Linked DNA regions of Rattus norvegicus: region 2 is linked to region 1. A link is a contact called in public HiChIP or PLAC-seq data. All regions are on one chromosome and are shown on one strand. The core of a region is the stretch at or near the end of the contact, and the rest is flanking DNA. Distances in the headings are between cores, read along the strand shown. Region 1 has its middle 49 kb from the start of Gclc. Region 2 has its middle 6.1 kb from the start of Elovl5.

Region 1 (3,963 bases), core at 1,369-3,868:
TGAAATCCTAGACTCATTAAACAACTTCCCGTTCTTTCTTCCCACAGTCCCTGGCAACTCCCATTCGCTTTCTGTCTCTATGAATTTGACTACTCTCCTTACTTCATATGAGTAGGACAATGCAGTATTTGTTCTTTTGTGACTGCATATTTAACACTGACTTCAAAATTCATTCATGTTTTAGAACCTATCAGAATTTCCTTCTTTTTAAAAGTTACCCAATATTCCACTGTGCATAGTATTCCACCTTTCCTTTTTGCTCCATTGGTCTGTTGTTGGACATTTGTGTCACCGTAACTCTGGCTAGTGTGAATGATGTCGCTCTATATAAATACATCTTGAGACCATGCTTTTGATTCTTAGAGGGTGTGTGTATGTGCTGAGTTAGATTTGCTGGGTCACGCAATAATCTTACTTTTGACTTTTGAAGGATTTCAGTGCTTCCCTGTTCTGAAGGCTTTGAAGAAATAGCTCTTCTATGGTCTCCACTGATCTTGGACACAACTCCATGGCAGCTAGACTGTGGAAAAGCCTGCTTTGGTTCTATCTGACAGTTTCGAGGACACAGCATTCTCCATTCCTTCCTGAACAACCCATCTAATAAAGCCTAGAGAGCTGAAAAGAGTAGATACAGCCTCCTGGGCATTTCAGGCAGGTAGCCTGCAAAGTTGGTTTCCCAGGACTCCTACAAGATCAAAAGACCCAGGGCTGCTCCAGCTACTGCCGAAATGATGCTCGTCAGACAGAGCCTGCTCTTCCGTACCGCCATCTTGGTGCAGTGGGAACTGCCTAGGGTAGTCTCCCAATCTGTTAGCTGGGGGCACAATACAATAGATTCTGTTAATTATTATATTAATTAAATATAGCACAATCCTTTCTTTTTTGTCAACTCATAGCTGTTGCTGGACACTCTGACGCCGTGTCTTCTCTAAACACACTGGCAGCATGGCAGCACCCAGTTCCTCTGAATGATGAGAGCAGGAGATAGCAATGTCATGTGACCTTGAGATGGTGGTTCTCCTTGTAGACTCCACAGATGCCCATAAGGCTGTGAGTGCAGAGTACAAGATACCCACAGGTAAAAGAGAGTGGGGGCTTGCATCCTGGGATCCACCTTGACTTTCCCATTAGCAGAGGTTTTCTGTTTGCCACCCCCACTGACTTCACTGACTTCACCAGGCTTCTATGTCTTCAGGATAATGAGTTGATGGGGTAAACATTTTCTCCACCCTTGGAGAGACCAGTACCAGGAGGGGCTACTAGGAGGGATATATTTACTGTGCACTCCTACCCTCTAGCAATGGGCCTTAGGTCCCCTAGGACTTTCTCATATGCCCCATTGGTTTCAAGCACATGAGGGACACCCTTTCTCTGCAGAAAAGGGCTTTGGTCTCACAGTTCCCATGCCTTGTTCAAGAATAGTCGCCATTGCTTGTCCAGACTCCAAGGAGAATGTTTTCCTGGCTGCTTCTTTTTCTTTATAGAGATGATACAGGCAGGGCTCAGGTTCATGTTAACTGAGCACCTTATGCTGGGCACCTGGCCAGATGAACATTCCCTGCTTCAGTGATGTCATCAGGCCAGCCCCATGTTATCATTTCCATGTTTATGGAGAACAAGAGGAAAAATGGGGTCACAAAGTAGGTTTGAATTCCAGAGAATCTATTCATTTTGATAGCAAGGAAGATTCTGTGGGGTATAATTTTTTGTACCCCATTGAACTTTGTCCATAAAAATGATACCTTTATCAGGAGATCGCATGCAGCAGAGCCTCACTTGAAGTTTACACTAACTTACAAATTTATTGGGTAGGATATTTGTCAGCCCTTCAGAATATATGGAAAGTTGGGCAATCCTGACTCAGCCTCAGGAGTCCTGGGGCTTTCTCCTTAATGTCTCCCCGTGGCTGGAAGCAGTAACCTGTGCCAGCGTGCTGACACTCTCAAAGCACAGACCCTCAGTGGCTCTGAGGTGCCTCTCCTGCGTTAGGCATTTGCCTCTAATCCTGTCAGCCATGACCAAGAGTCATGAAGTAAAAGAGCAAAACCTACAGGAGCTAATTCTGTTGATCAATAAATGGTTCCAATGGCTAAAGAACCAAACCACTACCACAACAAAGACCCAATTCGTGCTGAGTGTCTTTTGAACTTGGCTATAACTCAGCAAATGCTTATGGCCTGGTATGTTTGGGGTTGGGGAGGTACATTCATTACTCTCCATAAAGCGCTTTGAGGACCTTGACTGAATCATGTTTTTTGGCTGTTAGTGTAATTCCCAGGCAGGGGTTCATAAGGTCATACACAGCCAAGAAAAATATGTGACATTTCTATAGTCCAGTTGTCCCTTTGTTTACAGCCATAGGGGCCAACCAGGAAAAGAGAACTGAACTATTTATTCTCAAATGCTTGCTTTCAGGGGGCAGAGGAAATGGGAAAAACATTTGTAGACAGGGCTATTGTGTTTGCCGCTGGCTGCTGTCCAATACTTATGAAAAGGGTGCTCTCACCAAGTAGATGCTTTGTTTTCCCATAAGAAACTGTTTTCTCTGTCTGGAAAGCGAGCTGCATTTCTTTGTTTCTGAGGTTAATAACCCAGATGCATGAGGCACTTTGTCAACCTGATTTTGCATCTCACAGGATTCTGGGGTTTTTGCCTTTGCCGTAGGTGAGTTCAGGATCCTGGAAGGCTGCAGGTATATTCGCTAGTCTTATACTGCCATCACGGGGCCACTGCTGGAATTTCAAGGTACTTAGGAAGCTTTGTTCTAGTCTCAGATGTCCATTTTCAGAAGCGAAACTGAGCACATTAATTTTACGTTATGTTACTCAATTCAAATAATATCAGATTTAAATTTATAATTGCTCAAGAACCATAAGGACACAACCTACCTTCAGGAAGGCTTTAGAGGGGCAGGTAGCTTCGGCATGTGTGTCTGAATTACTTTAAATATGAAGAGTCTCCAAAGATCCATATAGTGAAGGCTTGACTCCCGAATGTAGCAATGGACAGGGTGGGGGTGGGGGAGTCAGAGAGGTGATTGGGTCAGGAGTGTTCTAAACTCATCTACAGAAAGTAGGGGAATCTGGTGGTGAGTTCATAGATGAAAGGGCTATTAGCATATGGTGCCTAGCTGGATGAAGTAGGCTACAGGAAGAGTGCCATTGAAGGCTGTGTCTTCCCTCATCCCTGCTCAGGAAGAGTGTCATTGAAGGCTGTGTCTCCCCTCACCCCTGCTCAGGAAGAGTACCATTGAAGGCTATGTCTGTCCTCTTCCCTGCTCACACTATCTGCTTTCTGCCTGCCACGAGGTGAGTAGTTTTGCTCTAGCACATGCCCAGCCATACATAATGCTGTCTCATGATGGTCCAGAAACAAAGTGGACAGAACCCTGTGAAACTACAGGCCCAAAGAATCTGAGTGGGTTTTCTCTGTGTTTCTCAAAGCAACGGAAGACTATTAGCCTGGCTTAACCTACAAACCAGACATTTCAGTCTTCTAAGCCACAAGTGTAGTGAACCTCTGACCACTACACTCCAGTTCAGCGGTAGAGTTCTTACTGAGGCCCTGGGTTAGCATGTTGTTCATGCTATCCCGTGCGTGCTCATACACACACACACACACACACCCCAATGACAGAACCCATTTCACCAAGTTTGTCTTGACTAAATAACACAGACTGTCTCAGTCATTAGTATTTGGAAATTATTCAGTGAAGGACTGCTCTGTTGCTATTATCTAACACTGACTTTGCCTCTCTGCAAAGCCTTTATGCAAGACAGAGTGTTGTGGGGAGGTGAGCACCCAGCATGCTGCTAGAGAGGATGCTCCAGAACCCCTTGGGATGCTAGAAGAGACAAGTAATGGCGCCAACACTGATGCTCATTGCCAAAATGGGGATGAAATAGTATTTTGTTTGCTTGATCCTCTGGTATCAGAAAATCATAAAAGTACATACGTCCCTCC
Region 2 (4,263 bases), core at 1,719-4,218, 110 kb before region 1:
CGAACCCAGTATCCTGGTTCTATTCTGTCAACAGCAAAAAAAAAAAAAAAAAAAAAAAAAAAGCCATAGAAGACTCAAGTGGCATATCTATGGCTGCAAAACCAGTTGGTAAAAATGAAGTCTTGTCCTGGCTTCTCGAAGCTCTGAACTGCTTCAAATGCTTGGAGAATAAACTGCTTTTTTCCCACGTGGAGAGGTTTAATGAGAGAAGAAGAGGAGAGGAGAGGAAAGGAGGCTGGCCATGGGCACGTGGAGGAAAGAGGGGTGGGGAATGGGGAGAGAAGGGACAGGGACAGAGGGGAAGAGAGCAGAGAAGAACAAAGAGCAAGAGCTGGAGGATAGACTTTACTTGCCTGAATTTTGTGACTTATAAATCATATCTCAATAAAGTTGTTACATAAATGGAAATAAGTGTTTTCAACCAGGACAGATTATCACTGATTTTAGTTTGCTGGTTATTAAGATAAATTTTTAAACTAATTTATTTAATTCAATAATCTATTCAAGGACTAAAGATTAGATAAAGGCTGTTGATAAGCTCACTGTTAGCTAAACATTAGCTGTGTAAACTAGTAGGGTGTAGCGATGTGGCTTCTGAAGTTAGGGAATGAACTCTGGCTACGTATCCTTTCAAAGTGATTTATATTATTAGAGCTGGAGGTATCATTTCCCTGTTCTAGCATTTAAAAGAACAATTTCCCTAAAAATTAGCCTTAAAGGGTGTAGTTGCTCTAGGTCATGTGGTATTTAGTTACCTGAAAAAAGTCTATTGGGAAAAGCCTTGCTTTTGTGCACCCGACCCATCAGACATGCTCTTACATGTGTAGCACAATTTCTCACAGTCTCAAGTTCACTTTCCATCACTTAAGACTCAAGTGAAAATTTACAAGTTTTTGAGGCAGCTTGACTTTTTTTTTTTAAAAAACGTGAGTTCTTTTTATTTTATACTCACGAGTGTTTTACCCGGATGTATGCATGTGCACCATGTATGTACCTGGTGCCCGCTGAGGACAGAAGCCATCAGATCCCCCTGGAACTGGAGTGAGGGATGGGTTTGAGTCACCATAGGAGTGTTGGGGACCATCCCCAGTTCCTCTCCAAAGGCAACACATGTTATTAACCACTGAACCATCTCTGTAGCACCAGCTTAATCATTTCCTGAAGACTACTGCCTGCCATTTGATTGCATGGCATCTTTTCTTCCAAATGCACACGGTCCCTTATGTCAAAGAGCTGTATTGTCTCCAATGTAAATGATTACATAGCATACTGTCCTGTACAAGTCGTTAAACACTTTCTGAGCATAAATTCGGAGCAGTTGTAAACGGTTTAAAACCAGGAAGTAAAGAATACAATGTTATTACCGTGCAGCTTAGTGACAGGAAAAGTTAACATCTTTAGAGTTTCCATGCACCTATATTTCATCTTTTCGTTTTTATCTTCCTCTCCATTCTGTTTTGCTTCACAGAGTGTAAAGAAGAACAAAATGTTTCTTTTTCCCCTTTCCCCATAACTAGAGCCCTGTGCTCCCTTGTATCACTTCCTGTTTCTAATATCGCTCTTCTTCAAGGGCAGAAACTTCTAGTATGTTGTTGGGCCAGGTACATAAAAAGCAAAAAGGAATGAATATTTATTGAAGTAGACTTGTAGAAGACCATCACATAGTACACACACACAGAGAGAGAGAGAGAGAGACAGAGAGAGAGAGACAGAGAGACAGAGAGACAGAGACAGAGACAGAGACAGAGAGAGAGAGACCATTCCAATCTCAAGAAGACCATTTACTTTCTCCATGATCGTAAGAGCAAATCAGATCCAGTAGGCTGTTTCAAGATACAAAAGACCTAGGGAGTCTCCAATTCATGCTATGAGTTTTTGTTTATTTGCTTGTTGTTTTCTTCACTTATTACTATGGATGGACACATTGCTGGTAACCATGGTAACACAAACATTGAACACAAACAACCTGTGGGACTCTGCGCTTTCAGTAGCTCATGGGGTCAGAGTAGGCTTGAGGGCCTGAATGCTGTGGAAAGCTGTGTCGTAGTTAAATATTCAAGAAAGGCTTCCAAAGAGCAGGGAGAAGGGGTGCTACTCTGGGTGTGTGGGATAAGCATAAAAAGATAGAACTGATTTTCAGCAAATATTCACAAATATGCTATTCATTTTAAAAATTGCCCTCTGTACCCAGCCGGAAATCTAGACAGCAGTAAACATCCTGTACATATGTAGTGACTGGTCTTTGGGGAGCCGCTATACTCCTGGGAACTCAGATAATAAGCAAGACGTTATGAAAAGTGATGTACTTTTAGCAAATAAAAAAAATTAAAATGCTGTAAGAATTCAGTGTTGAGAGAACGAGGAAAGAACACTGCAAAGCCAGGCGTCAAAGCCCGTGTACTCCCCATCTTCAGCTCCTTTTCTAAACTCATAGGCCCCACCAGGTTGGCACTATCCTGCCTAAGCCCAATCCACACTCTGGTTTGCTTCTTTCTCAGCACACCTACACTCTGTAATGATATTGCTTCCTGATTCTCACCCTCCATACTTCACCAAGGCAGAGGCCTCCTTCACTGAGGTCTGTATGTGACATGCAGAAACGGCTGAGTCCAAAATACTGTGTTTAACAGCCAGCTGCAAGCCAGGCCAGCCCAGGTTCAGGAGTGGAACCCGGCGAGGCCCCGCCCAGGCTCCAAGGCGCTAGTACTGGTGGGCGATCGCTGCGGGTGGCCCGAGGGACCCACCGGCCCGGGCTCTCTCTCTCTGTCTCAATGACGCATACCCGCGCACCCTCCAGGACCCCCTCGGCCTCACTTCCGGCCAGAACCGGGGCGCGGAGCTGTGGGTGGGCGGGGAATGGGGGGAGCGGGGTCACGCCATTCACCCGCGGCGGCGCCCGCCAATCACAGCGCCGAGCTGGGCAGTCTGAGCTGAGGGGCGGGCCCGCGGGGTTACTCCGGGGCACTGGCCTCCGCGGCCGCGCGCTGACCCTGGGGACCTGGCAAGCAGTGCACACCAGGCGGGGAAAGGAAGGTGCAGCCCCGGGCGGAGCGGGAGGCGCGGGAGCGTGGGAGAGGAGGCTGCTGCGGGGACACGCATCCGGACCGCAGCTCCCTCCATGCCTGCGGAGAATGCCCGCCTGCTCCGGTGACTCCAGGCCTTGTTAACGCCCTTGTAGGCTGTGGGCCCGGGTCGGGGATGGTGAAAATGCCCTCGGCATATTTCAAAGACCTTCCGAGATTATCTGCTATGAGATCTAACGGCTTTGGACAGGAAGAGGAAACAGTTACATTTTCTTTTGTCAACCAAGGGTCACTCCCTTCCTCCCTTCTCTCTGTGGGGGAAACCTTAAAGGTACAGAGAGCAGTTGGATCGTGAGCTACTGCTTAACGTTTTTACTTCTCAGTTAATCACCTCCAGTTTTAGATGTAGAAACAAGCTCAGAAATTTATCCTGCAAGTGCCACAGTTGGAAAGCAACTGAGTTGTGGCACTTCCATGCCTTTTGCAGATGACGAACTGACAATCCACTTGGGAAGCCCTTCAGGGAAGCTTTTGGTGGGTAGGTCAGCAGGGTGCATATGACTAAGTGCAAGCGCTTCTTTCTTGGATCGAAGATTGTGTTTCTTAAGAATTCTATAAAGTACAGCAGTTTCCAAGCCAGAACCTTCAAGGGGGGGGGGGGGGAGTTCAAGGCTTTTAATGACGAGGTCACATATGGCTTGATGAATCAGTTTGTAACCTGCCTTAGGGTCAGTTGCTATGATGAAACACCGTGACCAAAAGCTACTTAGGGAGGAAAGGGTTTATTTCACCCACAGCTGCGAACAACAATTCATCTTTAGAAGAAGTGAAGGCAGGAACCTGGAAGGCGGAGCTGAGGCAGAGGCCATGGCTGATTACTGCTTACTGGCTTACCTCACATAGCTTGCCCAGCCTGCTTTCTTACAGACCAGGGGTGGCTCAACCCTGATGGGCTTTTCCCTCCCACATCAAGCGTTAATTAAGAAAATGCCCTACAGGCTTGCCTACAGCCCGATGTTAGGGAGGCATTTTCTTAATTGAGGTTTCCTCCTCTCCCATGAATCTAGCTTGTGTCAAGTTGACATAAACTACCCAGCACATAACCCCAACCTCCCCAACCTGACATTAAAAAAAAAAAAAAAAAAAGAGATGTCCTATTTTTTGTGTGACATATTGGTAGTGACAGGACCATAAATCTTCATGGGAGGATCACTGTGTAAGAAGAATGTTGTAATCAGAC

What was found. HiChIP or PLAC-seq counts read pairs in DNA pulled down with a chosen protein or histone mark.
Region 2: an H3K27ac HiChIP or PLAC-seq map of oligodendrocytes shows a contact between it and region 1, with 5 times the contacts expected there. The contact joins two enhancer-like sites. A contact is called at or near these places in 5 of 12 Hi-C or Micro-C datasets (the A7r5 cell line, Schwann cells, frontal cortex and 2 more) and 1 of 1 datasets of contacts at active chromatin or transcription factors (oligodendrocytes).

What each region holds. Positions count from the first base shown.
Region 1 is chr8:87,557,721-87,561,683 of GRCr8, reverse strand. No RefSeq gene overlaps it. Among named protein-coding and RNA genes, the nearest start is that of Gclc, 49 kb to the right of the region's middle. Within about 2 kb of position 2,618, at least 37 of the 93 cell types and tissues checked have an H3K27ac peak or open chromatin away from gene starts, as enhancers often do.
Region 2 is chr8:87,662,941-87,667,203 of GRCr8, reverse strand. No RefSeq gene overlaps it. Among named protein-coding and RNA genes, the nearest start is that of Elovl5, 6.1 kb to the left of the region's middle. Within about 2 kb of position 2,968, at least 89 of the 93 cell types and tissues checked have an H3K27ac peak or open chromatin away from gene starts, as enhancers often do.